2 separate regions of the Pan troglodytes genome follow, and region 1 is linked to region 2. Evidence: chromatin contacts called from public Hi-C data. All regions are on one chromosome and are shown on one strand. Each heading gives the region's core, a stretch centred on a gene start, on an enhancer-like site or on the middle of the called end of the contact. The rest is flanking DNA. Distances are from core to core; before and after follow the strand shown.

Region 1 (3,750 bases), core at 56-2,555, 420 kb after region 2:
GAGAAAACCTTATTATAAAGAGACATGTAGGTAGATAATTGAAGAATGTGAAAACTGAGTAACATAGATATCTTGGAAAATGATGATTCATTAAGCAGGAGTTTTCAGTCTGGCCTCCCTCCTAGAATTCAGGTAGCCTATGAACTTGATTTGGAAAAAAATATGGAAATATTCCTCCCAATAACCTGTATGTGAAATTTAGTGTTCCCTTCAATTTTGAATTTTATCAGTAATCCACAAGAGTCCTAGCAGCACCTGTAATGTTGGTACTTAATTTACAGATATCGTATTTTATATAACAGTGTTAAGATACCCTGAAATATCATTTACTGTCATCTCTATTTTGGCATTATGATTATTCTTAGATGTGCTGCTAGATCTCAGTTTGATGAATTAATTAAAAAGCATATATGTTACTATAAAAATTTGCTTTAAAATCTTTTTGATACTTTTGTTTCAATAGAATTGATTACATTTGTAATTCTGTGGATTTTGTATGCATTATGAAACATCATTCTGAGAAACCTCTATCTGCTTTACCTCCTTCCAGGAAGGGTCCATGGTGCAGAAAATATGAAGAGTCTCCATGTTAGAGGGAATAAGGGGAAAAACCCTGATATAAAAGTATACTTGATATGTTCAACAGACAGCTCCGAGAACAGTGAGGAGGAAGCAGAGGGGTAGGGCAGGAGTGGTGAAAAAAGAGAGCAGGAGGTAGAAGGCAGATCAGCCGATCGTGGCAGGGCTTTGCACCTGCACAGTGAGAGGTTATTAAAGGGTTTAAAGTTAGGGAGCCAAATTAAAAACATTCAGAAAGCCTAGTGATAAAGAGAAATATTAAAAACTAATTAATACCAATAACATTTTACCTAACTGAGCTAATCGCCTTGCTCCCTATGAGAGCTATGAAAATACATTGCTTTCCTCCAAAGCACTTTGCTTGTTAAATCAAATGTTTCAGGGTCAAGGCTGTGCTATATTTTATCAGTTGAAAATTAAACCTTGTGAATTAGAATACTATCTAGAAACAATTTCCTTCTCTGTTTTCAATTTTCTACATGCTGAGCTTTCTAAATTTGCATTTGCTTTTTTTTTAACCAATAAAGTCGCATCCTTTTCTCTTAATTTATGTTACATCTGCAATATCAGGGTTTTCAAGTGTAAGACTTGAAGTTAAATGGCAGCATTTACTGTCTTACGTACTAGGTGAGAAAGCACATGTGTTTTTATCAGCTCTGCCACTGTGTGATTTTTAACACTGCATTTGTCTGGCCAGGCCTGCCTGTACTTCTCAGTGTTGCTCTGTGACATCTCGTCCTCCCGCTCACATTCCAATCGAGCTGCTCATTACCCTCAGAGTGGATTCCAATGGATGTTTCTTTCTTGTGACATGTGAAAAATCATTTTCATTCCTATTACACAAACCTTTCTAAGTTACTTCTTCAGGTTTGTTTACCAGCTTATTTTCTCCCTCTAGTCAAGAAGAGCCTGGTTTTAACTGCTTTTTTAAAAAAATTAGTAAATCTGATGTTATTTCCATTATTGTTCCAATAGAAAATTTATTCTCTTAGACTTTTCATAGATTCAAATTTCAATACATTTTCTTAAATCACAATTTATACTTTTTTCTTTCCATGATATGTTTGATTTATCTTCCTCAATTTACTTTCTTGATACATTATTTTCTTTTTTCTTAGCTGATATTTACAGAACTGTTAATGACTTTTTTTCTAGGATAAAGAAATAGCTTTTAAACACAGAGAGAAATGAAAGAATATAATGATTTGCAAAGAGACATTACTCAAGTTTTCTCTTGGCAGCTAAGAATTTTGAATGGGCTTCTTAAAATTGAAACAGCAGCTTGGGGACCACAAACTTGGCCATAATAATGATTATTTTTGTTAGCTCACTTATCAAATATTGAATGAGTCTTTACTATATATTAGGCATTGTGACAGATATTTTGGGACACAGAGATGACCATGCTTGGCATGATTTCTTGCCTTCCTGGTACTTGTAGTAAAAAGGAAAAGGTAAGCATTAAGAGAAATTATATTATGCTCAATTATTACAAGTTTAAAAAATTTTTCAAGCCCTAAAACCTTGGTGGAAATGCATGTAAGAGGAAATCAGCATGACTTCTCTAAGGAGATGATGTTTACAGTGACCCCTGAAGAATGCATGCTGGTAACCTAGGTGATGGGAGTGGGGAACATTTCGGGCACATGAATTGGCATTTTTATGCATTATGACTAAAGCTGAGAGACTGCAGGGGGCAGTGTTCAGAAATGAGACTGAAGCATTAGGCAAAGCCAGATCATGGAGGTCATTGTAGGCCATATTAAGCATTTTGGATCATGTTTCCATGGGAAGTGGGAAGAAAATAAAGAATTTATAGCATAAATTTGAAGCTTATGCTTGTATTTCATAAAAGCAATGTATTGAAAATAATATGTGAAATAAATTTAAGAAATAAAAGAGTAAACCCTGGCATATTTTTGAAGGAAATAATTTCAGTGGTAGCTTTTAAATGAGACAAGAATGAATTGTACTTACTTAGGCAATATAAGGGAAGCATAAACAATAGAACCCAGTAATAGATTGTGTATGAGATGAGGAAAAGAAAGGAAATAAGGATGGCCTAGAATATTGGACTAAACAGTTGTGTGGGCAATAGTGCTTAGTACTGAGTAAGGATACACTGGAGGAAAGCAGTTTTGAGTCGTGTTGAGCTTGAGACGTTGGTGAGAAACTCAAATGGAGATCTCAAGTGGTCATTTAGGTATATGAACCCAGAGCTGACTTGTCTGGGTTTAACACAACAAGGAAACATAGAACATAGAGACAATGAATGAACAAAGCCATGGCTTTGAAGACAGTGAGCCCAGGAAAGGGCCCAGAAAATGGTTATGGGCATTTAACATTCAAAGTTGGTGAATGTGTGGATGAATGAAAAATGTTCATGTTTTGTCAGGTTCAGTTGAATCTGGCGTCTTACAGAGGGATCAGATACAGGCAGGGGCATGTGACTTTGCTCTGCATTAAGACGAAATAGAGTATTGTCAGAGAGTTTCAAGTTCTTGAACTGTCCAGTAACCACATATCTGGGGTGCAAACCTGAGAGGGGTGGAGGCCCTTGTGAGCCACATGAGAGTGCTAGTTCCTGGAGATTCAGTTCTGTCAATCTAAGACCCAGATGGGGAAGGCTCGTGAAAAACACTGGAAAAGTTTACCTCATTATCGAATCTTTTCTTCCTACTGGATGACTGATTTGGGGAGGCCTTCTCTAAGTTGTCTAAGTCTCTAATGCAGAAAAAAAATGTGGTAAGGAAAGTAGAAGAACAAACTCGCTGTCCTTTCTGCTGCACCACAATGCATACTAAACTCTGGCTGGAGACTGGGCACGGTGGCTCACGCCTGTAATCCCAGCACTTTGGGAGGCGGAGGCAGGCGGATCATGAGGTCAGGAGATCGAGACCATCCTGGCTAATACGGTGAAAACCCATCTCTACTGAAAACACAAAAAAATTAGCCAGGTGTGGTGCCACGTGCCTGTAGTCTCAGCCACTCAGGAGGCTGAGGCAGGAGAATCGCTTGAACCCAGGAGGCAGAGGTTTCAGTGAGCCAAGGTCATGCCACTGTACTCCAACCTGGGCGACAGAGAGAGACTCTGTCTCAAAAGAACAAGCAAACAAACAAACAAACAAGAAATTCTGGCTTGCTTTGATATCCAGAATGATAGAGGAACCA
Region 2 (3,375 bases), core at 536-3,035:
TGTTGTTGAAACCCTAAGGTTTGGGCTACTGGCACCTGGAATCCAGTTGGGAAAGAAAACAAAACAAACATTGAGTTCCCCTGGCCTTTCCTATAGTAGGAAGTCCAAAGTGCCCTTGCTACGGAGGCCTCCTGCCCCCTAGTCACCTGGAAGGTGGGGGAGAGGGGCAAGTGAGTGAAGATTTAGAGTTTAGCTCGCCCTAGACAGCAGGGAGCCCACTGTGTAGAAAGAGGAGCAAAGGGGAGGATTTGATTTGGATTCTGTGGGATCACACTGTATGGCAGCTCTATCCCTTGCATAAAGAGAGAAGGGGCAGGAAATGGTTAAAGCAAATCTGCACTGTGCATTCCCAGACAGGCTTTGCTTAATCCTTCCTCCCCGCTTTAACAGACCCTCAACCCCCCGCCTTTCTTTTATTTCTCTCGACCCCCTTACCCCTGAGTTATTACTAGCATAACAACCTAACGGTCTTCCCCCAGACCCTGCCACTAAAGTTATTTATCTGCAAACCTGACCCCACCCCCATCTATTCTGCGGCAGCCTTTTGCTGTTATTGCTCTGACGCCGGCCAAGATTTGGCCGAAAAGGAAAAAAAAAAAAAAAAAAAGAAAAGAAAAAAAATCACCCCCCTTCTTAGCGCCTCCGCCTCGCTGTGCTCCCACACCAGACCGCCTACAGCCCTCCGGGAGGCTGAAGTGATTAGCATCCCGAGAAGCCAGTCGGAGGCCAGGCAAGGCGGAGGGCGCTCGCGGTAGGAGTGCCGGTCGGGGCTGCTTCAGCTCCGGCCCAATGGGGCTGGGGCGAGGGAGGGGCAGAAGGTGACAGGACTGGGAGCTAGGGGGAGTCCAGGCGAACTAAAGTGCGGGGATCAATGAGTGTCGAGCAAAGTTTCTGAGTGCTGCTCCAGCTCGCGGTCTTCCCTCCCCCTCTGTGTTTCGGCGACGCGCTGTGTGTGTGTGTGTGCGTGTGTATGTGTGTGTGTGTGCATGCCTGTGCGGCGGGGAAGGGGCGGGGAGAGTGTGAGGGACCAGGCGGGAGGTGGAGAGGGGCTCGCGGAGCCCTAGCTCCACCGCGGTCCAACCTTCGGCCCCGGCCGGCGAGAGGGAGAGCGCTGACAGGCGCCGTCCGGAGCTGCGGAGGGCGTCACTACAGCCCAGCGCCGACTTCGCCGCCTCCGCTGCCAACGGTGAAGGAGAGAGAGGCACCAACCACCCCCCGCCCCAAACAAAAAGCCTTGTGGATTACAAAGTGAAACTGACACGGGACAATAAAAGCAGAGATAGCGAGGGCAGGGGCGAGGCGCGCTAGAGTGGGCTTCTGACTGGGGCCGCCGGAGAACGACCCCCCTGGCATGGTGAGGGGAGGGCGACTCGGGGACCGCACGCTGTTTCTGCCCGACCCCTGCGAGGCCGAGAAGAAAGGGGAAACTGCGTTCGATTTGGATGTACAAATAATGGGTCGGCAGGCGCCCCGGCAGAGGTGAAAAATGCCGAGGAGCCCTGGCTGTTGTTTGTGCCGGACCACGGGCTTGAAGCCGCAGCAGGGGCGGCGGCGGCGGCGGCTGCAGGAGGGGAAGGGGCAGAGTTGAGCGCTCCCGGGTACGGGAGCCAGAGCGCGAACGCTAGGGCTTGGAACGCAGTTCCCGAACTGCCTGCGCGCAGACGCCGCCGCCTGGGCCTCAGCGGACACTGCCGGAGCCCTGTTGGAGGGGCGTTGCAGCCTGGCTTTTGAGGAGTGGGGACTCCAGGAATTCCATCGCCTCCAGCTTTTGGGAAAGGAATTCGATTCTCCCGGTTCCCCACCACCCCTTCCCCGGTGCGCAGTTGTGCTTGGACGTTTGTTCCTCCCACTTCACGTTCTTCGCTGCGGGTAAGTTCTAAAGTTTCTGAAGACCGTTCTTTGCAATGATTCCTCATATACCTTAGATACAGGCAACTTCTCCCAACTCTCATCCACCCGGGTGAAAACGCTCAGACTATCTGGATTCAAAAACAAAGTAAAAGGGGGCATATATAAGAGGCTTGAGAAACTTTTCTGGGAACTCAGCTCACAGGAGTGTCCCGCGGAATGCCCTGCCGCTTTTCGCCACAGCATCTCTCTTGCACTCCGCGTTCAACTGGCTACCTAGAGTCTTTTGCTGATGCTACTTGCTTTTGCCGGACTGGAGGTTCTTTGAAATAGCAGAGGTCTCAGACCAAGCCGTCAGCTGAATCTTTGCTGGCGCTCCTTAATCCCTGTAAATATCATTGCGTTTGCTTCACCCCTTCCTTCTCTTTATCACATCGTTTTAGGGAGCCAGGACCATGGACTTAGCACCAGACAGGGCTACTGGCCGCCCGTGGCTCCCGTTGCACACTCTATCAGTATCTCAGCTCCTTCGAGTGTTTTGGCTACTGTCATTGCTTCCGGGGCAGGCCTGGGTCCACGGGGCCGAGCCACGCCAGGTGTTCCAAGTGCTGGAAGAGCAACCTCCAGGCACTCTGGTAGGCACCATCCAGACGCGCCCGGGCTTCACCTACAGGCTCAGCGAAAGCCACGCCCTGTTTGCCATAAACAGTAGCACCGGAGCCCTGTACACCACCTCCACCATCGACCGCGAGAGCCTGCCCAGCGACGTGATCAACCTGGTGGTCCTTTCCAGCGCGCCCACCTACCCCACCGAAGTGCGAGTGCTGGTGCGGGACCTCAATGACAACGCTCCCGTTTTCCCGGACCCCTCTATCGTGGTCACTTTCAAGGAAGACAGTAGCAGCGGACGCCAAGTCATCTTAGACACCGCCACCGACTCGGACATCGGCTCAAACGGTGTGGACCACCGCTCCTACCGCATCATCCGCGGCAATGAGGCGGGGCGCTTCCGTCTGGACATCACCCTGAACCCGAGCGGCGAGGGAGCGTTCCTGCATCTGGTGTCCAAGGGCGGACTGGACCGTGAGGTCACTCCACAGTACCAGCTCCTGGTTGAGGTGGAGGACAAGGGTGAGCCTAAGCGGCGGGGCTACCTTCAGGTAAACGTGACTGTGCAAGACATTAATGACAACCCCCCGGTTTTTGGCAGTTCTCACTACCAGGCGGGGGTGCCTGAGGACGCGGTTGTGGGCTCCAGCGTCCTCCAGGTGGCGGCGGCGGACGCGGACGAGGGCACCAACGCGGACATCCGCTATCGCCTGCAGGACGAGGGGACCCCCTTCCAAATGGACCCTGAGACGGGACTTATCACGGTGCGGGAGCCCCTGGACTTCGAAGCTCGGCGCCAATACTCGCTTACGGTGCAGGCGATGGACAGAGGCGTGCCTTCCCTCACTGGGCGCGCCGAGGCGCTGATTCAGCTGCTGGACGTGAATGACAATGACCCGGTAGTGAAGTTCCGCTACT

The links. A called contact is a pair of places that touch in the nucleus more often than the background predicts.
Region 1: a Hi-C map of stem cell-derived neural progenitor cells shows a contact between it and region 2, with 5 times the contacts expected there. The contact joins the enhancer-like site here to the promoter of FAT4 in region 2. A contact is called at or near these places in 2 of 7 Hi-C or Micro-C datasets (blood and stem cell-derived neural progenitor cells), 1 of 1 datasets of contacts at active chromatin or transcription factors (stem cell-derived excitatory neurons) and 1 of 1 other capture datasets (stem cell-derived neural stem cells).

The regions. Positions count from the first base shown.
Region 1 is chr3:126,925,591-126,929,340 of NHGRI_mPanTro3-v2.0_pri, forward strand. No RefSeq gene overlaps it. Among named protein-coding and RNA genes, the nearest start is that of FAT4, 420 kb to the left of the region's middle. Within about 2 kb of position 1,306, at least 6 of the 24 cell types and tissues checked have an H3K27ac peak or open chromatin away from gene starts, as enhancers often do. A contact at or near this core is called in stem cell-derived excitatory neurons and stem cell-derived neural progenitor cells, where this site is marked.
Region 2 is chr3:126,502,407-126,505,781 of NHGRI_mPanTro3-v2.0_pri, forward strand. It overlaps FAT4 (FAT atypical cadherin 4), which reads left to right and starts at 1,786. Exons shown (of 18, transcript XM_054683363.2): 1 at 1,786-1,869; 2 at 2,292-3,375. The coding sequence starts at 2,304.